Regions from separate parts of the Mus musculus genome. Here regions 1, 2, 3, 4, 5 and 6 are each linked to region 7. The links are chromatin contacts, called in public HiChIP or PLAC-seq and promoter capture Hi-C maps. All regions are on one chromosome and are shown on one strand. Each heading gives the region's core, a stretch centred on a gene start, on an enhancer-like site or on the middle of the called end of the contact. The rest is flanking DNA. Distances are from core to core; before and after follow the strand shown.

Evidence for each region. Promoter capture Hi-C pulls out the DNA fragments that hold promoters and counts their contacts. HiChIP or PLAC-seq counts read pairs in DNA pulled down with a chosen protein or histone mark.
Region 1: a contact with region 7 is called in an H3K4me3 HiChIP or PLAC-seq map of embryonic forebrain, with 6 times the contacts expected there. The contact joins the promoter of Eml2 here to the promoter of Calm3 in region 7. A contact is called at or near these places in 2 of 39 promoter capture datasets (cranial neural crest and frontonasal cranial neural crest), 1 of 484 Hi-C or Micro-C datasets (cortical neurons) and 2 of 115 datasets of contacts at active chromatin or transcription factors (embryonic forebrain and large pre-B cells).
Region 2: a contact with region 7 is called in an H3K4me3 HiChIP or PLAC-seq map of stem cell-derived neural progenitor cells, with 16 times the contacts expected there. The contact joins the promoter of Irf2bp1 here to the promoter of Calm3 in region 7. A contact is called at or near these places in 5 of 39 promoter capture datasets (the 3T3-L1 cell line, cranial neural crest, embryonic stem cells and 2 more), 2 of 484 Hi-C or Micro-C datasets (B cells and Th1 cells), 14 of 115 datasets of contacts at active chromatin or transcription factors (T-cell acute lymphoblastic leukemia, astrocytes, bone marrow-derived dendritic cells and 8 more) and 2 of 9 other capture datasets (liver and pancreatic islet).
Region 3: a contact with region 7 is called in an H3K4me3 HiChIP or PLAC-seq map of stem cell-derived neural progenitor cells, with 16 times the contacts expected there. The contact joins the promoter of Dmwd here to the promoter of Calm3 in region 7. A contact is called at or near these places in 4 of 39 promoter capture datasets (cranial neural crest, embryonic stem cells, hippocampal neurons and 1 more), 8 of 115 datasets of contacts at active chromatin or transcription factors (bone marrow-derived dendritic cells, embryonic forebrain, embryonic stem cells and 4 more) and 3 of 9 other capture datasets (adipose tissue, liver and pancreatic islet).
Region 4: a contact with region 7 is called in a promoter capture Hi-C map of stem cell-derived epiblast-like cells, with 3 times the contacts expected there. The contact joins the promoter of Fbxo46 here to the promoter of Calm3 in region 7. A contact is called at or near these places in 3 of 39 promoter capture datasets (the C10 cell line, embryonic stem cells and stem cell-derived epiblast-like cells), 1 of 484 Hi-C or Micro-C datasets (embryonic stem cells) and 5 of 115 datasets of contacts at active chromatin or transcription factors (astrocytes, embryonic stem cells, forebrain and 2 more).
Region 5: a contact with region 7 is called in an H3K27ac HiChIP or PLAC-seq map of embryonic stem cells, with 7 times the contacts expected there. The contact joins the promoter of Six5 here to the promoter of Calm3 in region 7. A contact is called at or near these places in 4 of 39 promoter capture datasets (cranial neural crest, hippocampal neurons, liver and 1 more), 2 of 484 Hi-C or Micro-C datasets (B cells and uterus), 7 of 115 datasets of contacts at active chromatin or transcription factors (embryonic forebrain, embryonic stem cells, extraembryonic endoderm stem cells and 4 more) and 3 of 9 other capture datasets (adipose tissue, liver and pancreatic islet).
Region 6: a promoter capture Hi-C map of hippocampal neurons shows a contact between it and region 7, with 4 times the contacts expected there. The contact joins the promoter of Snrpd2 here to the promoter of Calm3 in region 7. A contact is called at or near these places in 5 of 39 promoter capture datasets (cranial neural crest, frontonasal cranial neural crest, hippocampal neurons and 2 more), 1 of 484 Hi-C or Micro-C datasets (cortical neurons), 3 of 115 datasets of contacts at active chromatin or transcription factors (embryonic forebrain, embryonic stem cells and large pre-B cells) and 3 of 9 other capture datasets (adipose tissue, liver and pancreatic islet).

What each region holds. Positions count from the first base shown.
Region 1 is chr7:19,174,636-19,178,309 of GRCm38.p6, reverse strand. Eml2 (echinoderm microtubule associated protein like 2) reads right to left here and starts at 1,889. Exons shown (of 22, transcript NM_001347582.1): 1 at 1,549-1,889. The coding sequence starts at 1,696.
Region 2 is chr7:19,002,190-19,005,589 of GRCm38.p6, reverse strand. It overlaps Irf2bp1 (interferon regulatory factor 2 binding protein 1), which reads right to left and starts at 1,532. Exons shown (of 1, transcript NM_178757.4): 1 at 1-1,532. The coding sequence starts at 1,153.
Region 3 is chr7:19,074,835-19,078,465 of GRCm38.p6, reverse strand. It overlaps Dmwd (dystrophia myotonica-containing WD repeat motif), which reads right to left and starts at 2,266. Exons shown (of 5, transcript NM_010058.2): 1 at 1,765-2,266; 2 at 229-411. The coding sequence starts at 2,196.
Region 4 is chr7:19,118,504-19,122,221 of GRCm38.p6, reverse strand. It overlaps Fbxo46 (F-box protein 46), which reads right to left and starts at 2,363. Exons shown (of 2, transcript NM_175530.3): 1 at 2,286-2,363. It also overlaps a transcript of Bhmg1 not described here.
Region 5 is chr7:19,092,995-19,096,675 of GRCm38.p6, reverse strand. Six5 (sine oculis-related homeobox 5) reads right to left here and starts at 2,132. Exons shown (of 3, transcript NM_011383.1): 1 at 1,258-2,132; 2 at 1-444. The coding sequence starts at 2,039. It overlaps Dmpk (dystrophia myotonica-protein kinase), which reads right to left. Exons shown (of 15, transcript NM_001379257.1): 15 at 2,855-3,681. The coding sequence ends at 3,567.
Region 6 is chr7:19,148,039-19,151,845 of GRCm38.p6, reverse strand. It overlaps Snrpd2 (small nuclear ribonucleoprotein D2), which reads right to left and starts at 2,008. Exons shown (of 3, transcript NM_026943.1): 1 at 1,952-2,008; 2 at 449-628. The coding sequence starts at 1,953. It overlaps Qpctl (glutaminyl-peptide cyclotransferase-like), which reads left to right and starts at 2,650. Exons shown (of 7, transcript NM_026111.3): 1 at 2,650-2,870; 2 at 3,327-3,470. The coding sequence starts at 2,661.
Region 7 is chr7:16,922,062-16,925,681 of GRCm38.p6, reverse strand. It overlaps Calm3 (calmodulin 3), which reads left to right and starts at 1,650. Exons shown (of 6, transcript NM_007590.3): 1 at 1,650-1,841. The coding sequence starts at 1,839. Gm45972 (predicted gene, 45972) reads right to left here. Exons shown (of 3, transcript NR_165470.1): 2 at 3,120-3,267; 3 at 1,164-2,242.

The sequences.
Region 1 (3,674 bases), core at 640-3,139, 2.3 Mb before region 7:
CCGTGTCAAGTAAAGATGGTAGCAGGAACAGCTAGCGGGCTCGGAGGTCTCACTTGCCATCCCGAGTCCTGTGTCCGTCACTAAGCCAGCCGCGCCTGCCCGCTGGACTCACGCACTGCAGCCTCCTGTTCCACCCCCTCCCTCTCCCTCCGTGATCCAATCGCCTGCCTTGTCCTGCCACCCCGTCCTCTACCCCCACCCACCCAGTGCTCCGCAGGTTCGGTGTCTGGACCTGCAGAAGGAGGGGGGAGGGGGGCTCTCGAGGTCGGAGGGAGAAGATTGCAGAGACTTGAGACCTCTATCGGGAAGTCCCAGGGTCCTGTGAAGAAGACGGTGTCAGGGAGTTTAGAGATAAGCCAAGGACTGCACAGCCAGTAGGGGGTAGGGGAGCCAGCAACCCACCTTATTTTGAGCCCTTTTCTACCTCCGGTAAATAATGTTACCGTTGGAAATACAAGAGCTAGGCCCCACACTTAACATGTTTCCCACATCATGATATGAGCTTAATAAATCCAAAATAAGATGAACCAATAAATATGGCAGCTATCCCACCCCCACCCTCTACTCTGATGGCTGTAGAGGCCTCATCAAGGACTGTCATCCAGAAGATCCCAGCCACTTGATTCGGACACAGCTTTTCTTTCAGGACCAGAACCCATACTTGGCCTAGCCTGAGACACCCTGTGGTCCTTAACCTTTAGAAGGTAGATGGGGGATTAAATAACATTCTAGTTCCTTTGCCAACTCTAGGGGTCCCTAGCAAAGTGTTTGTGTGCCCAAGGGAGTGACCTCCAAACTCTGAGATGATCCTTTGGCAAGGCCCCCTGATTGACATGGGGGCACATTGACCCTGAACGGTCGTCAGCTTTCATCTGAGGCCTTGCTTGGCCTGATGGTCCCACCCCATGACTCAAGCTCTTGGCTTCCTCCTGGACGTTTTCCTGGCCTAGAGACCAGTGTCCACTCTCCGCGTCTCTTTACCTCTCCACTCCTCCAGCCCAGCTCCCCTCGTACTAAAATGGCCCTACTGGCGCCATACACATTTGTCTAGGGGAGAAGAGGATTCTACCTGGGGTGGGGAGAGGGGGCAGAGGCAAAGCTGAAGACAGTGCAGTGTACAGAAAGTCTTCTGCTGTTTTACTATTCCCAAGCCCAGCCCTCAATTCAGCATTTCCCCCTGCTATGCCCAAAGACAGGGAAGGGTCCCGGGGAAGGGGCTGAGGAGGTAGGGGGCAGAAAGAGTTCCACATCGAGCTGACTCCCTACCCCAACCCCAGGTCTGCCCTCTCCCTCACAGGCTCCTCTACGATCTTTACCCTTCCCTCTGTCTGGACACCTTCGGAGCAGGTGTTTGTTGGGATAGGGGGAGCAGGATCGTGACTTTGGGGATAAAGGACCTTGTTTTGGGGTCAGAATCCTGTTGATGAGGAGAAAGGGAGAATCTCTCACAAGGGAGGAGATAAGGACTTGGAAGAAAAGGGTTGGGGCAGGAGGAGGTAGGTCCACCCTGGGCGGGGCCAGGGTCTGAACTAGGAAGGGGGCTCTCACCGTTGCAGTATTGCAGCAGAGAGGACGTGTCGTAGAGGCCGCAGAAGGCCGGGCCGCGCTCCGCCATTGCCCCACCACAGCCACCGCCGGCCCCCGCAGCCCCAGCTCGGGCCCGGTCCCCCCCCCAGGCCCTGCCTCCCGTTGCCATAGCAACGCCCTTCGTTCCAGCATCCCCAGCACGGCCCACCCAGCATCAGGCGGCCGGCTCTGAGCCTGGCACAGGGGTCATCCCCTAGGATGCCCTGTAAGGGTGTCGAGAGACTGCTCTGTCCGTTCCCCCAACCCCCGCAACAGTCTTCAGGTCAGGATTGGCTGCGTCGGGGTCCCCCTAGGTACTGTCTGGTCCCTCCCACAAACCTGAGTGTATTCTCTCTACACCCTCCTCTCCCGTTAGGAACCAATGAGAGTCTGTCGCGCAGGCTCCTCCGCCAATAAGGATGCGGACGGGTTTGAAGGGGCAGGGTCCTTCCTGCTTTTCATCCTGAAGCGTCGCCCCTCAGCTCTGGAAGGAGGATGGGGTGAAAGAAGACACTCCTATTCCCGAAAGCCTCCTCTAAATCTTTTATCTGATTTCCCATAAGTCCCCTCGCACGACCAGAACTTGACATTGAAACCTTAAATATGACAGGTTATTCTATAACCTGCGCCTGTATCCTAGCCGGATCCCCGCTCCTTGTTTATTAGAGCTAGACACGCCCCCAGGGCTCTTAGCTCCACCCCCTAAATCTAGAAACAACAAAAGTTCTAATCCCGCCCCTAGAGCAAATAGCCACACCCCCTTGAACATCTCAGGACTGGAACCTTGGACCAGACGCTCTAGTAGAGTTAGCCCCGCCCTCAGAATTTAGAGCCCGCCCTCAAGTCATTAGCCCCGCCCTAACCTTCCAATCCACTTCATCCACAGAAGCTATTAGCTCCTACAATCCTCCTCTCTCAGGAAGGCGTTATCCAGTCCGTATTTTGACAGAGACCCAGTTGTGAAACCCGGGACCAGCTGGCGGTGTCAGTCAGAGCAGGCTCGGAAACTGGGGAACTAGGAGGGAAGGAGGGGGTACAGAAACTGACAATGGATTTAAAGATGGGGCCGCCTTTCCCAAGTCATGACCCAGACCACGGGGTTCATTTTGCTTTGTTTTGTTGTCTTGTATTTTTGAGTGAAGACATTACTCTATAGTCCAGCCCAGCCCACACCCTACCCTGCGCCCGCTCTGCCATACCTGGGTTTTTTGTTGTTGTTTGAATCAGGGTCTTATATAGCCTAGGCCAGTTTTGAACTCCTTACCTTCATGCTCTGTCTCCATTTCCCAAAATCTGGAGTTACAGGCCAGTGACTCCATCCCTACCTATGTTAGTTTTTTTTTCTTCTTCTTCTTCTTCTTCTTCTTCTTCTTCTTCTTCTTCTTCTTCTTCTTCTTCTTCTTCTTCTTCTTCTTCTTCTTCTTCTTCTTCTTCTTCTCTTTTTCTCTTCTCTTCTCTTCTCTTCTCTTCTCTTCTCTTCTCTCTTTCTCTCTTCTTTTCTTTCTTCCTTCCTTTCTTTCTTTTTAAAGATTGGGTCTCACTATGTAACCTTGGCTGTCCTGGAACTTGATATATAGTCCAGACTAGTCTCCAACTCAGTAGAGCCTCCTGCCTCTGCCTCAGGACTGCTGGAGTTAAGTGTCACCACAGCCAGACCTCTGGCTCTGGGTTTTTGTTTGTTTGTTTTGTTTTGTTTTTTGATGTATTCCTCTCTGTTGTCCAGTCTAGCAAAAAACTAAGTAGCCCAAGTTGCCTCAGACTTGTGATCCTTCTGCCTCAGCCTTCCAAGTACTGGGAAAACATTAGCTTCACTCCTAGTCTACCTATGGTTTGTTTTGATATAGGTCTCATGTACCTGAGGCTGGCCTCCAACTCATTACATAGCTAAGAGAATGGTGTCTGATGAGTTTCTAATATTCCTGCTCCAAACCCTCTGGTACTGGGATTAATAGGCATATACCACAAGGCCCAATTTCAGAAAATATGCTTGTTCCTGATTTGTTCTTGTTCTTTTGTTTTTTAAAAGATTTATTTATGTTATATGAGTACACAGTAGCTGTCTTCAGACATACCAATAGTCCAGAGGTCCTGAGTTCAATTCCCAGCAA
Region 2 (3,400 bases), core at 283-2,782, 2.1 Mb before region 7:
GGGATGCTTTGCGACGGCGTGGAGTGGGCGCCAGGTTTCGGGATGGGGCTCTTGGAGGTGGGCCACACAGAGCAGCAGGGGCCGGTTCTGGGTACTGCTGGGGCAGGGCCTCCGCAGGAGCAGGCTCTCGGAAGCTGCGGACCCCATCCGTAAGCAGCTCTCCTAACTGGCGCCATTCCCCTGAACCATGGCGCCGTTCATACTCGAGGTACTTGAAGCCCGATGAGGCCAGGGCCTTCCCTGGCTCTCGAAGAGCATCATGAAACATCTGGCGAGCCACTGCAAGGACCCCCGCGTAAACATTGCCAGAACCACAGGGGTATTCGGTGAAGAGCTTCAGCTCGAACTCATAGCCCGGAGGGCGGGCAGTGGCATCAAAGGCGAACACCCGTCCCACCAGCCCGTGGTCCTTCTTGAATCGAACATTGAAAGGGGCACAGGCGGACAGAGCCAGTAGCTGTTCCCTTACAGCCTTGGGACGCCCATGCCACTCCTCCGCCCGGCCCCGCATGGCCTCGTTCAGTTCTGCCAAGCAGTCCGCATTCCTCTGCTGCTTCTCCTTCTCGAAATCGGAGCCGAAAAGTGGACGAGCGGGGCTTAAGCCAGGTGCCAGCGTCAGAGCTCGGCCTCCAAGGCCAGACACTGCAGCTGCCAGCAGCCCGGGGGGCATCAAGCTGGGGATGGAGCCAAGCAAAGCCCTGCGTGCCCCTTCCGCCACGGCCTCCTCGCGGCCCAGCCCGTTGGCCAAGCGGGACCCCAGGGTGTACTCCAAAGCCGGCGAAGGCAGCGCCAGGCGGCTGGATGAAGTAGCCCTGTCATAGCGGTCCGGGCCTGAGACGCTACCGCCGGTCCCCGATGGCTGCGCCTGGGCCTGCGGGGGTGGCAACTGGGAGCCCTGGGAGCCCGTGGAGGCTAGGTCCTTGGAAGTCGGGTGCTTGAGAGCCGGGGGTCCGGGCGAGCGGCCCTCGGGGAGCACGTGGCTGCGCTTGAGCTGGCGGGCGGCGTCGATGAGCAGCTCGATGCGGTCCGCGCCCTCGAAATTCACGCACCCGCGGCACACAGCCTCGCTGAAGTCCCACACCATGGCCCACGGCATCTTGGGCAGGTCGCACAGGTAGCACCACTGGCGGCGGGACGCTTGCACGGACGCCATGGCGCCCCCCGGAACGCCGCCAGGTGCCCCTGCTGTGCACCCGCCGCCCACGTTCGCTCCGCCGTGCCCCGGGACGGGCGCGCGAGCCGCTCAATCCGGCCTCGGGCTCGGCCTCCCCGCCGGATTCAGGCCCGGCCCCCCTTCCCCGCCCCCTGGGCCCTCAGCCTTTTTTTTCCTCTCTCTCTCACTCCCGCCTCCGGTGGAAAAGGCAAGCCACGAGCACGCACGTCGGCGCCCCCGTCCGGTCCGCGCCGTGAGCCGCGATGCACAGCTCCAGCTCCTCGATGGGCCTCGGGCGCCGCCGCCCCAGGCTCCCGCCGCTCCGCTCGCGCCGCCGACGCCGCTGCAACGGCCGCCGTCGCCTCCACCTCCTTCTTCTGCCCCAGAGGCCGCTTCGCAGGGAAAGTTACATAACGCGCGGGCAAAGCCTTCTGGGAAATGTAGTCCCGTCGGGGCTGCTTCTTAAAGGGGACTGGGTAGAAAGCAGTGGCGGGAAAAGAGGGCGCGCGCTGGTCTGGGTGCTTAATTTTCACTGTGCCTCGCCAGGAAGCTGGGGTTCGCACACAGGGTCCATGGAGTGGGTAATGGTTTCATAAATGCTCGGGTGGCCAAGTTGCTGTGGATGCAATTTCCCCCCTTTCCCCGCCCCCTCTTTCTTTCTTTTTTTTTTTTTTAAACAATCTTTTTTTTTTTTTTTTAGATTTATTTATTTATTTATTTATTATATGTAAGTACACTGCAGCTGTCCTCAGACACTCCAGAAGAGGGAGTCAGATCTCGTTACGGATGGTTGTGAGCCACCATGTGGTTGCTGGGATTTGAACTCCTGACCTTCGGAAGAGCAGTCGGGTGCTCTTACCCACTGAGCCATCTCACCAGCCCCCCCTCTTTCTTTCTTAAGACTTAGATTTATTCTTTAGCTCAGGTTGGCCTAGAAGGCTAGCCTATGTAGTCTAGGCTGGCCTCAAACTTGCTGCAATCTCCCTGCTTCAGCCTCCTTGTGGGTTTACAGTCCCGACACCATACCCAGAAGCCGGAAAGCAGTTTCTGCTCTGATTTGCTGAGCAGTTCTAGAAGAGTCTTGCCCTCTCTTAGAATCCCGCCCCTTCAAGAAGGGCCAATAACCGGTTAGAAAGGCAGCAGCTTTGGGGGAATTGGGGCGGAGAGGCTCTGATTGGACGGTTTCAAGGGGATGGTTTCAGGCAACTCTTGGAGAGTAGTGTCTACTTGGCAGTTTGTCCTTCCCAGTGTCTTAGGTACTAGCCTCAAGGGCGGCCCAGAGGCTACAGGATGATAAGACTGTAGGCTTCCGAGCCAGGCGGCTGCCTTAGTTTCCTCATCTGCTAAAGAACGTTCTCTGAGCCTGCCAATTCTGCTCCAGCTGTGCACGTATTTGGTCTCTAAAGGGTTACAGAGTTGGCTTCTCGGTACACCTCCAATTTCACTACAATTCCCAAAATGCTCTGCGAGATGGACGCACTGACGTACTTCCTCTGCTTGGAAGCTTGGGGGGGGAAGGCCTTCCCGATTCTTGCCCCCCCCCCTTGCTAGCAGGGAATTTCGCCCTCTCCCTCCACCCCCACCCCCCAGGTTAGGGGGCTCTTATTACTCTTATATTTGGAATGAGGAAGCCAAGAGGAGATTGCTGGGAAGGGCAACCCCAAACCTCCAAGTGCTTAATGGCCTGGTGGGCCCAATCGGCTGTGGGCACCCCATGTTTTTAGCTTTTTTGGGGGGGTGGGGGGAGCTAGGAGAAGCGACATATGTCTCCAGGACCTAGCTCACATCAGCCCTTTCCCCTCACTTGGCCTGGATCCCCGCTGGTGGTCTCAATTCCCCCCCCCCCCCCCAGTGTCTTCTTTGCGTTCTTCCAGGTTTGCACTTAGTGGAGGCTTGGTGGTTTTCTCACCCCCACCCCAGAGTAGTCACAGCAGCCCTGGCTTTCTATTTCAGCGTTACAATTTAACTACCACCTGCATTACTGTTTTAACACTTCTCCCTTAAACAAATTGCCTATTTTTATCGTTTCCTGGGAGATACTATGTTCACAACCATAGGTTTCCTGTACTACTGTTTATTTACTTTCTCCTGCTTATACGTGGTACTGGGATGGAATCCAGGGCCTTATGCTAAGTGCTCTAGTGCTGAGATGTACTACCAGCCTGTATTTTTAATTTTGAAACTGGGCCTCACTAGGTGGTCCAGGCTGGCTGGCCTGAGCTCTGGGTCCTCCTTCCTTAACCTCCT
Region 3 (3,631 bases), core at 1,017-3,516, 2.2 Mb before region 7:
CTTATCCATCAGTGGATGAGAACCCAAACAGTAAAGCATTCTTCCAACATAGGGCTGGCACAGCAGAAAACTGGGAAATAGTAAGCACAATGGCACATCAGTAGCTGTCTGTCACTTGTCCCCTCTCCCTCCTCCTGCCCCTTTCAAGCCTATTCTGTTTCCAGGCAGCTTAGTGCAGGCAGGGGTGGGTAGGTAGGTGAGAAGGGGAGGGCTCGCGTGCTTAGTCACCTCTTCATTGAATAGCTTGCTGGTGTCTTTCTTGATGAGGTCCAGATACTGCACCTGGCCGGCAGAGAAGCCCACCAGCAGGGAAATGGTCTCTGTGGCAGCTGTGAACTGGTTGAAGTCGTGGCAGGTGGGCTGGGTCCCCTTGTAGATCCGCTTGTCGATGGGCTTGTTGAGATCGATGGACTTGAACCGCGGGAGGAGACGAGTTAACCGGTTAGAGCAGGAGAGGAAGGAAGAGGAGCTGAGGTCAGGGGAAACCGCTAAGAGGAAGCAGGGTTAACCTCAAGGGAAGTGGGGAGTGGGGTGGAGAGGAGCAGGCAACCACAGGCCGGGAGGGAGGGGACTCAAACCCAGGACGGCACACACAAGCTCACATGCACACGATCACACAGCGCCCAGTGAAGACCTCAGAGCCTGTCTTTCCAGCTGTAATTCGGGGACACTTGCCCACAGCATCAGGGATCAGAGTCCCCTGGGCCTGGAGCTGACTCTCCCCCAGTTTTCCCAGCCTCCGTCACAGTAGCAACTCCAGTAGGACAATAGTCTAAGACCTCCCAGACCCAAGGATGCAAAAATCCCCAAATTTAGGATTTCCGTCATCTTTTCCCTGTATGTACACATAGTATACGCCTGCGTGGTTGTTGTGTGTTGTGTAGAGATGTAGAGGTCAGAGGTCAACATCGGGCATCTCTCTCCCTGGCTTTGCATCTTACATTTGACACAGGGTCTCTCAGTGAACCCGGAGCTCACCAGTTCAACTAGACTGGCTGCCATGAGGCCAGAGGATCCTCCTACCTCGGCAGCCTTGACATGGGATCCTGGGATCCATCGCCAAAGCCTCATTTCCTTCAGCCTGGAGCCCCTAAACTCCAGGACATCTGCTGTGGTTCAGCCAGCCATCAGTCACTACAGTCCCTCATTATCACCACTGGATTCTCCGGATCCCCATCTCTCTGTCTCCCCCACTTCCTCACGTCACCCCTCTTCTAGGATTGCTTTACAGATATCTGTCACACCTGGGGATGTCCCCTGCCAGGAACCCCCATCAATTCAGAGCTCCCATCATTTTGCCAAACCCCCTTCATTTCTTCCAAAGCCATTAGACACCATATTCTTTAGGAGCTCCTTCACCTGTTGCTTTGCTCGTCGACCCCTAAGCCACACCTCGGCTCCTTACAAATCCCGTCAGCCCTGGGTATGGCAAGTCTTAAGACTCCCTCCAACAGGCCCAGAAGGCAGGATGCATTTCTCCGTTCTCCATCCCCTGGGCCTGTATCCTCTTAGGATTCCCCAAAGCCCACAGAATATCTGTCACCTCCGTGACCCCCCTCCCCCATTTCCTCCCAGAAGCGCCATCACGTCCTGAACACTCACCACCGGAGAGAACCTCCCCACGCAAAGATTCCCCTGCAACCTCTCAGGACTCCATTAGCTCCAGGATCCAGGCTCCCCTGGGATGCCCAACCTCGGGGCCTTCTGTCACTCTGGGACCCCAGCGCTCTCGGCACCGGAGTCCCCAGCAAGCAGAGCACTCACCCGCTGGCTCCCGCTGCGGCAGCAGCCGGGGTAGAAATAAAGCTCCCGGCCCAGGTTGAAGCAGACGCGGTCTCCTCCCGCGCCCAGTCCGGAGGGCGTGGAGGGCGGCTCCCCAGCGCCATCCGGGTCGCCTAGGCGCACCAGGCTGAGGCGGACGGCGGGCAGCGCGGGCCCGGGCCCGGGGCCGGCGGGCGGCGGGGACGACGCGGGACCCGCGGCGCCGGGCCCGGAGGCTGCGGCGGGCCCGGGCGGGGGCTGAGTGGGCTGAGGCGGCGCCGGGGTCTGAGCGGAGGTCGGGCCCGACCTGCGCGTCGCGTCGCCGGGGAGCAGCTTGTAGAAGCCCTCGCGGGTGCGAAACTGCGACTTGATCTCCGCGCAGTCGCCCATGGCGGCGCTGGGGCCCGGGCCGCCCTCCGCGCCGCCCGCCGCCATCTTGGCCGCCCCCCGGGCCGCACCGCAGCCCGACCGCCCACCGCCAGACCCCCCAGCCGGAAGTTGAGGGGCTAGCACCGGAAGGGGTAGGGTCGTCGTCCGGGTGACGCCTCTACGATTGGCACCCAGAGCCGGAGGCGGGAGAAGCCGAGACAGTTGCTGAGGTAACGGTTCTGGGGCTGTGGGCGGAGGCAATATGTGGGTGTGGTCAACGCGACAGACCCTCGCGTTTGGTTGGCTACGAGGTGTGACTGTTGGGAACGCCCCTAGACCCTAACAACAGCGCCCTGGGAACCGTTTGCCCAGCAACGGAGAAGCCTCAAAGCCTATTCAGAAGCCTCGTGTTGTTACAGCTGACTCCGGGCGATTCTTGGTTTTGTTTTTTAAATAATAAAAAAAAAATGCATTTATTTTTGCGTGTATTTGTGCGTGAACGAGCATGTAGAGGTCAGAGGGAGCCAAGTGCCTTCCTCCATGTGGATCCTAAAGATGGAGCTTAGGTCTTCAAGCTACCTACCTGGCAGCAAGTGCCATTACCCGCCGATCCATCTCACTGACCTTTGGTCTCATACTTGTAGCCCAGGCAGTTTTCAAACTTGACCCAACATCTGGAGTCTCAGGCCTGAGACACCACGCCCAGCTCTTCCCTTCCTCGCTGACCACCTGTGGTCCCCTGCTGCTGTCAGAGTGAAGTGTAGCCATCTGTCGCCTATCTGACCTTGTCTACCTTTTTTGGTTTCGGTTTGGTGATGATGGTTGTTACCTTGTCAATTTGAGGCTACCTAGAATCGCAATGAGGGACAGTCTACTTGGGGTTGGCCTGTAGACCAGTCTGAGGGAGATTGCCTTAATTGATACAGGAAGACTCAGTCCATTGTGGGAGGTGCCATTCCCTAGTCAGGGAGTCCGGAACTGTGTAAGAGTGGAGACCCAGGCTGAGCACAAGAAAACAAGCACACATGCCCTTCTTCCTGCTCTATTCTGGAGACAGCCCTGCCTTGACTTCCCTGCTATGATGTACTGAGACCTGGAATTGCAAGCTGAAATAGCCCTTTCTCCCCTAAGCGGCCTTTTGTCAAGGTATTTTATGTTTTATCACATTGACAGAAGAAGATTGTGTTCTGTTTTGCTCCCCCCGCCCCCCTTGTGAGACAAGGTCTCTAGTTCAGGCTGACCTCCATCTTACCTTGTAGCTGAAAACAAACAAACAAAACAACAACAAAAATACCACAAACTCCAGATCTTCCTGACTCTATGTCTTCCAGGTTGGTACTACACCATGTGCATTGACGGGCTTGAACCCAGGATTTTGTGCATTGCTAGGCCAGCACGTGGCCAACTGGCCGTAAACTGCCATGTCCCATGGAGGTGCTTGGGAATCAGTCCCTGGTCTTTTGGAAGAGCAAACAGTGCTCTGAACACCGAGCCATCACAC
Region 4 (3,718 bases), core at 1,114-3,613, 2.2 Mb before region 7:
AGAGACCCTAAACATCACCAATACCAAGTCTTACCCCGGAATCCTACACAGTCTTACCCTCTGCTGACCCTCTCCCTCCTCCACTGCCTCAAGAAGAACCCACAAGAAGAACCCCATGCCAATTATATACTAAGACCAAATTGTTTCAAAGTGAATTACAAAGTTGCTAAACTTCCCAGAGAAGACGTCCCCTGCCTGCCCTGACCAAAATGTTAGAGGGTACACTTATACACACATACCACAACAACATCAAGAAAACCAAAAGTCAAAATAACCAAACAAAACCCCAACTCACTTGCCAGCGGCAGTATTTCTAACTCACTGGAAGACTTGGGCAATGGGCCAGACTGGGACAAGTGAATTATTAATATTTGGCTGGAGACAGATTAAGTTTCTGAGCACCTTCCTAGGAGTTTTGCTTAGACTTAGGAACTCAGGAATGGGGAGGACAGGAAAGATAGAACTAGAAAACTCAGGAGAAAGGGGGAGGCAACTTGAGAGCAAGGGACAGCACGTCCCGTGCCCCCTCACTGGGTCCTCTCCTACCTCCTTTATCTGGTTTTGCCCATTCACTTCAGAAACAAAAACATGACCCAGTGATGTAGTTTAGCTGGTAGATCGCTTGCCTAGCATGCACAACACCCCGAGTTTGATCCCCAGTACAGCATAAACCAGGCATGGTAGTGCACATCTATAATCCCTGAAATCAGGATATGGAGACAGGAGGATCAGAAGTTCAAGGCCACCCTCAGCTACACAGTTTTTAGTTGAGTCCCTGTCTCAAAACAACAACAAATAATATCTGGGCACCAGTAGTGATAAACCTCAGCACTCTGGCTCCTGAGGCGGGAAGTTCAAGAGTTAAGAGGCCAGCCTGAGCTACACAGCAAGTCCCAAGACAACACATGTGTACTATATGCACTTAGTCTAAGCACTTTCCAAACATTATCTCCCTAAACTCTCTAGCCTACCAAGGTTATGGATCTCATTTAATAGCTGGACAGATTTCCAAGCTCAGGTCACAGAAAAGACTTAAATCCTATCTGACAGTTGTTCTGGCCGGGTGTCTCCACCAAAGCAGATTCTGACCCAAATTGCAATTGTACATTTACCATTTAATGTTGGCTGACATGGAGAAGATTGCTTAAACTCTCCGTGCCTCTACTTGCTTCCTGTGAAATGAAGATCTACACTTAAGGCACCGCCTGAATCCAGTGAGTTAATACACACACAGCTGAAACCGAACCTGGGCATTTCTTAGAAAAAGATGCTAGCAATAAAGGGGTAGGGCTGGGGACGGGGGTGTCCCCTGCATAAACTGTGGTGTACATAGGCTATTGTCAGGTTTTGAGAAAATGTCTGGGGGGCTGGACTGAAGAATAGGAAATCTTTTAACAACTTGAATCCAGTCAACATTCCTGGGACGGGAGCTTTCCACCAACAGCTTTGACGCTGGGACTTAACTTTCCTAACAAAAATATCAATTTTTATGGAACCTCCCTTTAGCTATCTTCAGAATGGCCTGCTTGTTCTCACCATACATATAAGGTCACAAGAGGGTTACAGAGAGACCTGTGCAGGTCACAAAAGAGAATAAGGAACCTGAAAGCTGGACTGCCCACACAAACCACTATATCTAGATACGACCGGGGCTAGAAGGGTGCTAAAGGTTGTCTCTATGGACCCCATCTGGTCATATCAACCCAGAGTTCTGTGGCTGTCCAGTTTATTGGTAGTTTTTGGTTAGATTAAGACACGATATTGACAGCCACGCTCCTAACTCACGCACCCTACAACGCCTCCTGGTCCTAGAAGCTAACCTGGACCATCGATGACTTCTACCTCCCATCTCTTCAACTGGCCTTGCCGCCCCACCTCGCAATCCCGCAACCCAACCCAATGCATCCGTGGTTAGCCTCTCCCTTCACTCATTTATCCCGGACTCCTATGCCTTTCCATATAACCAGGCTAACTAACCTCCCTCGAAATTACCCACTCAGGGTCTCTGATCTATTCAGCCAGGACTCCAACTCCGCGCCTCACTCCTCCAGCTCCCAATCCCCTTGATAGCTGATTCCAAAGCTCGACTCTCTCCACCTCCAAGACCCCTCCCTAGCCCCCATTCTTCTACTTCCTCGGGCTCCCGTTCCTCTCAATCCCCACCCACAGTGATCTCCCCACACCCAGCCCTTTCTTTAGCCTCAGTTTGCTTCCTCTCGAACCCAAGTCCTGAACACCCCGCTCATACTCTCAAGCACCCGCAGGACCCAGCTTGGGGCTCTCACCATCTCCCCGCGCTGCAGCTCTCCCGACTACGCGGGTTTCCCCCACTCGCTCCTCTCCAGCCTCCCCTTCCGGGTTCTGGCCCCGAAGCCCACTGGGAATTAGAGTACGGGCGGCCATGGACTACAGCTCCCAAGATGCAATACGGTAACTTGGAGGTGGAGTAGGAAACAAACTAGGCGGGCTGAGAGACAGAAACTCTAATTACCAGGAGGCTAAGGGCACACTAAAATACGCAGGCGCAGAAAATTCTCCCGCGAGGGTATCTGGGAAATAGAGTCCAGCCGCCTCCATTTTGGCCCGAGGCCCTTGAAAAGAGAATCGAGGCTACTTCAAAGGGACGTTAGCGAGGGATGAAGAGTTTAGGAAGAACAACTTTATTGATTTATCATGTTAGTTGACAAATAATTAATAATATATGAGTTTTCCCAAACTTTCTCTCCCATTTCTCACCTTCATCTCACTCCCCACACTTGCCTACCACCACCTCCTAATTGGCAAATAAAGAAAACAAGATATCGAAGTGAGGAAAAGCCCAGGCACTATGTTCACATCACAGGTAGAACAGAGCCTCCAGAAGGGCAGGAATCTTGGCAGCATTTCCAAAATGTACGGTTTGAATCTGCCGTGGTGGCACACACTTTTAATCGCACCATTTTGGACGCCGAGGTTAGTGTACCTCTGTGAGTTTGAGACTAGCCTGGTCAAGGGTATGAGACGCTGTGTCAAAAAATAAAGATGAAGCTGGAAAGACTACTCAGAGGTTAGGAAGACATCGCTCTTGCAGAGAATTTGCATTTGCCCCTGAAGATGCCCCTAGAAGCCCCTGTCTAAAACTCCAGCTCTAGGGGCATCTGATGCCTCTGGCATCTGGGGACACCTGCGTGCAGTATTCCTCCCCCCCACCCCCCCAACATGTATACCTAGTTAAAACTAAAATGCTTTTTAAAAATAAATTGTGTAGTTTGTAACCTGAGTTACAAGGTAGTGCATTCCTTGCGTTCCAGACAGACCTGAGACAAAACGGTTACAAGTAGTAGGCAAGCCTGGGCTATATAGCAAGACTGGATCCACACTCAGACACTAAAGGTTACTTTGTTTGCAGCTACAGGAACTGGCATTTCCATGGGGTCTACAAAGCCTCGTTTCAGGGAAAGGTGGCGAAGTTAGCCGCCTGAACAAGGTACTTGACACACAGTGGTCTTTAAGCAGATGCGCCCTAAAGCGAAAGGGTCGGATGGGGACACAGGAGGGCCAGCAGGGGGAGTACAGACACCTCGCGCTTGCGGACACCTGGCAAATCCTGCTGGGGTCTGAGGTAAATAGGTCAGGGGGCGGGGCAAAACAGAGGGCGTGGCCTGAGGAAAGGGCGGGTAATGGAGCAAGAGCTGATTGGCTGATGCTGCGAGCGCGGGAGCGGGAGCACGTGTCGGAG
Region 5 (3,681 bases), core at 883-3,382, 2.2 Mb before region 7:
GGGATTTCCTCTCCAGTAGTCCCATGAACCCCTTTGGTCTCAGGGGCCTCAGACTGAGCCTCATCCAGTCGAACCTCTCCTGTCTGAGGGTCCAGGACCAGAGAATTCTTGGCCTCACTGACCCCTTGGAGACTGGGCTGTGGTTGAGGGGCACTTCCTCCTGTGAGTAGCAAGGGCCCCAAGCTGGAGTTCTCTCCTAGGGCCAAGCTATTGATAATGACTGGGCTACCATTGAGGAGCACTGCTGGGGGACTGCTGGCGGCCAGGAAGCTCCCATTCACTAGGATAGAGGAGGAGGCAGGGCACGTTGCAGGAGAGGTGGCCCCCGCCAGGAAGATGGAACTCTGGGCGGGGGCCTCAGCAGCCATGGAGGCCACACCCCTCTCCAGGTCCTCTGGACTGCGGCTGGACTCATCCTCCGTAGTGGGGTTCCCATCAGACTCGCTGGAAGGAAAAAGGGTTACGTCTTTTTTAGGTTTGAAGGTTTCATCGCCCTAGGGGCAGAGGCAACCCAAGCTCCGATTAACTATTTTAGCCCTTCAAAGAACCCACCCAAATCCCAGGGTCTCTACAAGCCTGCTGGGGTTGACAGCGCGGCGGGTATGCTAAGCTGGAGGAAAGTTTTCCAGTCGCCTTGGCCTGCAGCCGAGCACCCAGACTGCCCCAAGTCCCCTGGGTCGGCAGGCGCGTGGCTGCGGAGTGAGGCAGCAGCTTTTACTCCAGTTCTTCCTCACCCCCCACCCCCACGGCGTCAGAGACCAGAGCTAGAGGCCTGGCGCTGAGGTGGGAGGGGAAGGGCTTGGGTTACAGGGAAACCGGAGCCGGAGAAGGTTCACGTTTCACAACAAAGACAAGCGACAGACCACGCTGTTTGGGCTGGAGGGGGCGTGGGGGTGGGTGTAAGTAATGGTTACCGAGGGGCCAGGTTGCAGAGGCCCCAAAAGCGGGTCCCTACCCTGGGTGCCTTAGACAAAGGCCCCTTTCCCTTCCTTACTACCGCTCCTCCAGGGATACCTCACTTTTCTCACTGCCCGTCCCGCCCCCGCCCCCCCCCCCATTCCTGGCACTGCGTTCCCAGCTTAGAAGTAGCTGGAACAACCTCTGCCCCTGAGGCAGTGATGCCCAGAGAACCCAGGGTGTGCCTGGTCTCTCCACGCTCAGCCTATGCACTCGCCGACGCCACCGAAGAGGGATGTGAAGGGTCACTTGCGCAGACTCCAGCGGCCACCGAGGAAGGAGGGTCGGTTCCCCCCTCACCTTTTGCAAGGCGCTCCACCGCCGGTCCCAGTGCGGTCGCGCTGTCGCCGGTTCTTGAACCAGTTGCTGACCTGTGTAAGCGAGAGGCCGGTGAGCGTGGCCAGGCGGCGCTTCTCGTCAGGCGTGGGATAGCGGTTGCCGCGGTAGCAGGCCTTGAGCGCCGCTCGCGAGCGCTCCTTGAAGCAATAGACGGTCTCCTCGCCATCCCAGATGGTCTTGGGCAGAGGGAACTTCTTGCGCAGCCGGTATTTGTCCACAGCGCCCAGCGCACGGCCACGGGCCCGCTCGGCCTCGTGGTAGCGCGCGCGCAGGTAGAGGTCCTGCAGGAAGGCGTGGTGGGCGGCGGGGAAAGGGCGGCTCTCGAGAAGTTGGTAGAGCTCGGCGTATTCACCCCGCTGGAAGGCCACTAGGGCCCGCGCGCGCAGCACCGGATCGCTGCCACGTAGGCGCTCGGCCGGGGGCAGCGCGCCCAGGAAGCGGCTCAAGCGGCCGGCGTGGCCCGCCTGCAGCAGCGCCTCGCACACGCATGCCACCTGTTCGGGCGAGAAGCGAAGGCCAGTGGGCACCTCGGTCACGGTCTCCCGGGGAGACCCCGGGCCACTCGGGGACCCAGAGTCCGCCGCCGCCGCCGCATCTCCCGCCCCGGCCGCCGCCGCCTCCCCCTCGGCTGCCTGCAGAGTCTGCAGAAGCTGGCGCGCTTCCTCCTCCTGCTCCTCGGTCGCCGCCGCCGCCTCCCCCCGAGCCGCGGGCCCCGCGCTCGGCTCCGCAGGCGAGGTAGCCATGTTTGGCAACTTTGGAAAGTTCCTCCCTCCTTTGCCGCCTCCCGCGGGCTTCCCCAGCCCCCTCCTCCGCCCAGTCCTCCTCGCCGCCCCCCCCCCCGGTCCCCTTGCAGTCTTCTGGCCCCCTCCCAAAGACTAGACCCAGCTCTGCACTCGGGTCTGTCCTTGTCCCTGTGTGTCCGCCCCCCTCCCGGGCTGTCAGGATTCTTTGTTTTCCCTCCGTCTCTGGCCGCGCTTTTGGCCTTCCCCCCTTGTGTGCCTCTGACTCAGGGCCTCAGTTTCCCTATCAGAGCAACGGAGAAGGTAATGGGCCGTCCGGAGGGTTAAGGGCGCGAAGCCGCTCCCATCTCCCGGGTCCCTTGAAGGGCCCCCTCCCTTCCCATCTCCGCGCCGTGCTCCGCCCCTCGGAATTCCCGGCCCCGCGGGTAGGCGGTGGATCTAGCTGGGAGGAGGGGCGGGGAATCGCGCTAGAAAGTTTGCAGCAACTTTTCTGGAGTGTCGGTCCAAAAAGCGGATGCGCGTGGCTTGCGCAGGCGCAGTGGGAAGATGGTGTGCCCGCTGCTGGCCCAACCCCCTACTTTTTTCCAAACTTGAGTGGCACAGCTGGGTCACAGCTGGGGGGGAGGGTGGGGGGCGGTGGTGTCTCTGGTGGCTTGTTGCTTCTCTCCTACTGGCTGGATGCCTAAGCCCCACCCTTCAACCTGATTCGTGCGCTTTGCCTCCCCTCTAGCTCCCACTCAAGCCATTGGTTGTCTCTATTGGACTCTCCATTGGCCTGCGGGGCGGTTTCCTTTCCACAACAGAGATATTGCGCGGGATTTAGGGCAGACCAGAAGTATTTTATTCGCAAGGGTCGGGAGTGGAGGTCGTAGGTGGGGACAGACAATAAATACCGAGGAATGTCGAGTCTCAATGCATCTAAAACGTGGGTCCCGGAGTCTGTCAGTGAGTCAGATAACAAGATCAATAAATACCCACACTGCTTTGGGGGAGGGGGGAGTGCAGCTGTGGCTCCGTTGTTAGAGTGCAGACGTGTACACGGGGAAGGAGTTGCAGCAACCCCCAGGAGTGAGGCTGTCCGAAGCCAAAGACTCCGTGTGTGCTGGCAGAGGTCTTGCTGATCCATCACTATGGGAATGGGATGTCCCTGGAAATAGGGGGCTCATGCTTATGGCTTGTAACTGATGGCTGGGAGAGTGAAAAAGTGAAATCGGATGAGCTGAGCAGTTTGCCCATCCACGTCGGGGCTGAGTAAAGCAAGGTCGGCGAATGCCCAGCTGCTGCAGCAGCGGTGGCTACCAGCTCTGCAGGAACCAGGGGTGCTGGGCACGAGCCCTGTTCCTCCCTCCCCGGCCGCCAGGTGGCAGGCCTGGATCACAGGAGCGGAGCTGGGTGGGGACCCAGGCTCACAGAAGTGTGGAGCGGAGCGGTGGGGGGGGGGGGGGGGCGCGATGGGCACAGAGACGCTTTGGGTCGCTCCCTGGTCGCTCGACCTTCCTAGGAGGCCTAAATGAAAGATGGCTTGGAGTCTTAGGGTTCAGGGGGCGAAGGTGGCTCCCGGGAAACACCAGACTGGGGTGAGACCGCCGGTATAGGCCACCAACCCAGTGCAGCCCAGTGTGGCGGCAGCAGCCAGAGCAGCGGC
Region 6 (3,807 bases), core at 759-3,258, 2.2 Mb before region 7:
GTAAGGTTAGCCTCTGCCACATCTGTAGCCAGTTCGAGCTACATAGTAAAGACCCTGTCTCAAAACAAACTACAAAGCAATACAAGATATTTGACACTGATGTCTGGTCTACAGATAAACAAATCAAATATCGAAATTCCAGTCCAATTTCCTGCCAGGGGATTCTGATAACTACTAGACATGTCCATAGCATACAGACTCATATGCAGACAAAACACCTAAACACGTAAGATATGTATTATAAAAAGGTTAAGCATCGCCACTTTCTACATTTTTGAGCTAGGTCGTGCCATGAGACACTGGCTGGCCTCCAACTCATAGTGATTCCCCGAGTGCTGAGATTAAAGGTGCTTTGTCACCGTGTGTGCCCACCTTATTATCCTTCTGGAATGACCTTTCCTTCAGGCCCCTCGGACCCAGACCCAGCCCTCCCCAAGACAGCACTCACCTGTCAAAGGCCTTCACCCGGCCCAGCAGCTTCTTGTTGTTGCGACAGTTAATGAGCACTTGCGTGTTGTTCTTGACCGACTGCGTGAGCACTGAGAGGGGACCTGTGTTGAATTCCTCCTCCTCCCGCTTCTGCAGCTCCTCTGGGGTCATCTCACTCTTGGGTTTATTGAGGAGACTCCTGGATAGAGAACCCAGGGGTGAGATGGGTTCAAGTTGGAAATGTACGTGATCAAAGCCACACTGTCCAGTGTCTCCCCAGCCCCCTTTCTGGTGCAGTCTTTTCTGGAGGCAGGAGAGACATTTCCATGGTAGCCTGCCCCGGCTCATCTACCTAACCTCTTCCACCCACCGCTGACCTTGAATTCTCAATTCTCCTGACTCCACTGCCTAAGGTCTGAGATGACAGAGGCTCACCATCATGCCTGGCAGTTGATTCTTCTTTCAAACCTTACTCTATCCTTATATCTTGTCATCTGCCACCATGGTACATCCAAACCTTGGCCCTTTCTATCCGCAACCTAAACTTCAATCATCTCTCTCCATGAACCTCCGCCCCACCCCACAACATCTCACTGTAGAAGCCTGGCTGCCCCAGAACTCAGACTTGTCTCTGCCTCCTGAGTATTGGGAGTACAGGCACGTGCCACTATGTCTAGTTTGTGTGTGGTTAAGGACCAAACCCAGTACCCACAGTAGGTAAGTACTCTGTCCACTGAGCTAAATCTGCATCCCAAGAACTGGGCTTTCAATGCATCCTACTGTGCTACCTACTGGCATTATATCTTTCCTGCTCAATTCTCCATCCAAACCTGATTATCTAAGGTGTATGTACCTATTTATTACTCTATGGCTTTCCTACTCCACTCTTTTTACAAGCACCAGGGAGATTCCCCCACCCCCTTGGAGGCAAGGACCTTTTATTTACCATGTGTCTTAACTTACAAGCAGTCTACATAGTATATGCTCAATGAATAAACACGCACCAAACCACTGTAGTACCCTGCTACTCTGACAGTCTCTAGTTAGGTTCTCTAATTTATCCTGGTTACGTCCCATACTTTTCACTATTTCTAACAGTTCTTCCTTCCCCGCCAAGCTCTTTATTCATAAGACCACTTCCATTTAAAATTACTATTACTTTTGGAAGCGGTCTCGCTATGAAGCTGGCCAAGGCCAACTAGCGAACCTCCTGCATCAGCCTCTCGAGGCCTGGGATTCCAGGCATGTGCCATCAGACTCAGCTTTCCCTTTATGGTTCCTTTCCACAAGACTCAGGACCTCGGAGAGTCTCATGCCCGTTATGGAATAAAGCTGTCCCCTCTCCGGAACTCAAGATCCGAGCGAGGCCCCAAGCCCGATCTCAAATACCCCAGAAGGAAAAACATTACTTTTGCCCGAGGAACTCTACCCTCAGCTATAAAAACACCCCATTTCGACCGTTATTCAGCTAAACTGTCCACCTCCATCTCCACGGCCCCGCCAAAGCCCAGCCCGGCCTCACATGGTGTAGGTTTCGCTCGCAGATCACTCCCGCCTCCAAGCGCGTTGCTCCAGCCTTTGGCGTACAGGGCGAGAAGGGCGGGACTTCCGTCTCCTGCGGCTCACTTCCGTCGGCGCCTGCGCAACCAAATACCAGCGGCTGTGGGCGTGGCCTGTTACCATAGCGACCCTTCAGGCTGCACTCTCCTGTAGAAAATGCCTATAAGGAGGATTTGAAGCTTCTGAGGATCACAATAGGGTGTCTGCTCATGAGGAAAATAATACGGGGTCTGACTAGAATTATTTTCCCGTCAAACCGTCCAGTTGGAAGATGGAAAACACAACCCCATTTCCAAATACCCTCGGACACTTTTCTTGAGGGCATGGCTTCAGGTAAACCAATCGGCTCCTTGTTTTAGGGATGGATGCCGCCCCTTTTTTCCTTGAACGACAGTTTCTTGATCGACTTCCGTGAGGGGCGTGACCCCGCGCCTTGGAAGGTTTCGCACATTCGGACGCAGCCCATTGACTGGTCCTCTTCCGTGGAGGCGGGCCTTAAGGTTTCCGCCCTCCTTTTTGGGTGGGGCGGCGCTTAGGACAGCCAATCGCAATCGTCTCAGGGAAGGACGCAGTTACTCTGCTTCTTTATTGGGTTTTGTAACCTCAGCGAGGCGGATCTTGGCCTAAAACTCAAACCACCATACCGGGATTGGTTTCAGAGCAAAGCTACCATGAGTCCCGGGAGCCGCGGGCGGCCCCGGCAGCGGCTCGAGGATCGTGGCCTCATGAAACCACCCTCACTTTCCAAGCGCCGTCTTCTGCCGCGAGTGCAGTTCCTGCCCCTGCTGCTGCTGGCGCTGGCTATGGGCTTGGCTTTCTATATCGTCTGGAACAGCTGGCACCCTGGGGTTGAGGAGATGTCACGGAGCCGGGATCTGCGGGTGAGCCCTGGCTGGTGCCCAGCCAGCGTCATTTCCCTCTTTCCCTTCGTATTGAGTCTCAGGTTACCGTGGTCTTATCATTTGGCTTTTGCCGCCTGTGCCATTTATCCATGACTTGAGCGCGTGCCCCTACCCAACAAAATAAGGCTTCAGGCTTGTTTTGTGATAGACCCCACTGAAGATGACGAGTCCTCATAGCAACACTGGTAGAACTGAGTTCTATGCCCAAGCCATCTATTTAGAAATTTCCATCACCCGATTGCAATTTCCTCGTTAGGACTGCGGTAGGCTGGACCAGATTTGCTTTGAAGATTTCTCCCAGTCTAGGAAATCTTTGATGCTGGAGATTTGCATTACCAGGAAGAGCCAGGACTCCTAGTAGGCAACGGCGCCCAGGATAAGGTGGGAATGGGGTTGTTTTCATTTTTCTTTTTCCCATCCCATTTCCCAACCAAGGTCCCGCTGATCGGAAGCCTTTCAGAAGCCAAGCTGCGGCTGGTGGTAGGGCAGCTGGATCCGCAGCGTCTCTGGGGAACTTTCCTGCGTCCCTTATTGATTGTGCGACCCCCGGGTAGTTCTGGCAATCTCCAAGTGAGAAAGGTAAAGGGTTTTATTGTCAACCCCCAACTTCCTTTCCCCAGTTTGTCAGGAAATGGAACTCAGGCTCCGAAGATCCCAAAACAGCCAGGAGGCAGAAGTGATCTGATGGGGGTCGGGGGACAGAGATGGGGAGTAGGCGGGTAGGGGAGTGGTGGTGGTGGTGGCTGCAGCGGCAGGTGAACCTGACTAGATTCTCTTGGTGGTACACAAATCCCGCACTATACGACCCCCACTAAATATTATCCTATATTAGGCAGAAGCAGTGTACTCTCTGGTGAGGTCTGAACTAATATAATCTCCACTATACAGATGAGGAAACTGAAGTTTTTACATTTTG
Region 7 (3,620 bases), core at 401-2,900:
GTTATGAGTCATTATGTAAATATCTGATATGCAAGATATCTGATATGCAAGCCACAAGGGGGTCAAGACCTACAGGTTGTAAATCTCAGTTTACAGGTTGCAGACATTTAAACCAATGTCAACAAGATCCTCCCTCCTCTCTGCCTCTGCTCTATCAGTTTTATTTCCTTCTGCACTAGACACATTTTCTTTCCTGAGAGCAGATTTAAGAGATGTCCACAGGCGGCATTTACAGAAAGACTATATTCTCCCAGTCTCTCCCTCCCCACCAAAAAAAAAAAAAAAAAGTTTTCTGACCCTAGAAGTTCTCTCTCTCTCTCTCTCCCCCCACCCCCCTTCTCTGTCAGTTCTTGCCCTGGAGTGTCGATGCATGCCTTTGATTCTGAAGGCCAACCAGGGCTCAGGGCTACACAGTCTCAATAAATAAATAAATAAATAAATAAATAAATAAATAAAGGAAGGAAGAAAATGCCAACTCCCATCCTATACGAGGGCTCTGTACAGTAATGTACAGTATATACACTATGGTATACAATACAGTTGTCTCAGGTGCCCTTAGCAACAGTTCTTTTTCTTTCTGTGCCTGGAATCCCTAGAATAAGAAGTGAGTCACACTGTCTAGGTGACAAGAGAATGGTTGAGAAGTGTGATGTCACCAGCACAGCCCGGCACCAGATCTGTGCAGACAGCAGTGCCCAATTCATGTTTAATTGGCTGAATGAGTGAATGAATGAATGAATGAATGAAAACATTCTGCATCCAGAGATTGTTCTGGGTACAGATCCTGAGATCAAGAGTCAAGTCCAGATCCCCACATGTTGCTTTTGTGCGTGTTTTAGATTTGTGTTTGTTTGTTTGTTTGAACTTATTTATACAGCGCGCATGTGGAAGTCCGAGGACAATTCTTTGTGGAAGTCTGTTCTCCAAACCACCACGTGAGTTCCGGTGATCGAACTCACAGTTTCTAGCTTGCCTGCAAGCGCCTTCACCCACTCAGCCATCCCAGCAAATTGTACGCGTAGAGGGTGGAACCTTCAGGAGACCAGCGGAACCTTGAAGAGCCAACCACTGTGAAGAGCCGGTTCAGGCCAGGCTCCTAGACCCCACGATTTTGGATTAAACCATCTTGTATCTGCTCAAAGGGAGAGAGAAGAAAGTCCTTCTGCTTCTTCCCCCAACCCATTTTTATTTCCGAGCCATAGAGACAACGTATTTGCTTCTCCAACATCCACCCTGTTTCCGTCTTAGCCCCTCTATTCCTCGCGGCTCCACAGAGCCACACAGGTCGTGCTGCCCCCCGCACACCGCGCGGTGGCTCGCCCCAGTTTGACGCATTGCAGGGAAGGCCGGACCAATCGGAGTTGCGTTCTCATTTCCGCCACGAGGCGGGTCCAATAGCGGCGTGGCTCACACAGAGACGTGTCACTCTCCGTAAACCGGTGCCCTTCCGCCAGAGAGGAAAGCGGAGCGGATGCAAGGGGCCGAGAGCGCCGAGAGCGAAAGTAGTCCCCGCGGTGGGGAACGCGCGTGCGCGTGCCCGTGCGGCAGCAGATTCGCTGGGCTCTGTGGAAGGGGCGAGCCGCACGAGCCTGACGCGAAGGGATCCGTAGGAAGCCGCAGTGCAGCGGGAGCGCGCGAGCCGTCTGGGGCGGGGCCGGGCGAGGCGGGGCGCGCGCGGCGGCCGTTGAGGGACCGTTGGGGCGGGCGGCGGCGGCGGTGGCGCGCGCTGCGGGCAAAGAGTGTGGAGGCGCGGACGCGCGGCGGAGCTCGAGCTGCTGCAGCTGCTGCCGCCGCCAGAGTAACCTCGATCCCCGAGCTCCGGATACCGGTGCCTCGCCATGGTGAGTGAGGCGGCTGAAGTCGGGTGGAGACCCCCCCATCCCGGAGATGGCGAGCGAACCCTGGGAGGGAGAGGCCGGGCCCCTCGGGACCTCCCATGCGGCCCTTGGGACTTCTAGAAGCGGTTTTAGCAGCAGATGGAATTGGTAGGACCCCCAAACAGACAGTCTGAGGCTTCAAATGAGGAGCTCCAGGACATCCCCACCCCCGCCACCTCCCAGGCAGCATTCGGATCCCTCTCCGGGCGATTGGTTTTAGAATCACATCTACCCGGTCCCCGGGAGGAGGAAATAGGAAACGCCGGCGATGAAGGCTTTGGGTCCTGGAGGAATGCAGGAGGCTGCTCCTAGAGGGGTGGCTGTGGGTAGCGGAGAGGGGGACCGGTCGGTTCCTAGGGAGTGTTCTGCAGAGAGGATAGATGGGGATCCTGGGTCACTTGTGCACTGTAGACCCCGGTGGGGGAGGGGTCTCCAAGGACAAGCATTGCCAAGAGGAGGAGGAAGAGGAGAAGGGTCAGGTGCAGGCTGAGGTAAGGAGGAGCCCGAGGTGGGTGGCAGCAGAGGCTAGAAGATGCTCTTGGAGCCTGTGAGGACCCAGAAGGGGACTGAGGAGAGTTGGGGGTCGCAGAAATGTTTTTAAAGGAGTGGGGATGTGATCACGGGTAGTGTGGGGAACCAGGGAGCCTTGTGGAGAACTTGGTTGGGGGTAGCTAGGAAGGATTCTGAGGTCTAGGTTGTTGCACTAGAAAGAGAGGTTGGGGTTTGTAAGGCGTGTTTTGTTTGGGTCAGAGAAAAAACGGGGTTTCCAAGGTGAGGGCTAGGGAAGGACTTGAGTTTGGGTGGTGGGGGTGAGGTTGGACAGCCTTCTAGAGAAGTGTAGGAGACAATGAATGGTGGCTGAGGTAGGACTAGGTTTAGAGGTGGGTGTCTCCGGGGAAAGGTCCCGACACAAAGGCTGATGACTCGGGCTTGGTCATGGGCTGCAGCAGAGGACCTGAAGGAGTAGCTGTGTGCTCCCTTTGCCTTGGCAAGAATGGGGCTGGGCCAGGCTGAAGGCACTGAGGCAGTGGGAGCAGGTGGGCGGAGTTGTTCAGGGCCCTATTGCGCACTGAAGCTGCATGATACAGGACTGGGGTCAAAGTTTGGGGTGCATCAAATGATGGCTAAGCCAGGAAGCTTGGCCCCCTCATTGTCCCTTCCAGGCTAGGAGGGCTGCCTTTCTCCTCCAGCTTCATGCACCTGCTTCTCCTCACTGTGCCAAATGACAGCGCAATACAGTACCGTTTGGGTCAGTGACAGATGCCCAGTTCCATCCCTCAGGGCGGGGGCTGCAGTGCTTGTCCAGAGAAGACCTCCAAGGACCCTCTCGTTGACTCAAGGGCCACTTGTTCTTTCCAGGCCTCTTCCCCAGCGCCCAAAGCTAAAGCTTCTAGAAGCAAAATAGATTACTTCTCCTCTGGTCCTGCCACCCACAACACCCCCAGCCCTCCCCACCATCCCCCCTCCCCCAGCCTCAGGCTGGGAACCGCGTGCACCACCCTCCCTGGCAAAGCTGGGGAGGACAGGCAGCCGCCACCACGTATCAGATCTCATACTGCTGACACAGACCTGAGGGCTCTTCTTGCCGCCACCCCATTCCCCCCGCCCCCCAGCAGAACCTTGCTAAAGGGGCCCTACAGCTTGGGCAGCTGCCAGCAACCCCCACTCCCCACCTCCAAAGGAGGGTCCCAGCTTTGGCCCTGACCAGGTTTTCTCTTCCTGTTTGTATCCAGCAAGGTGTGG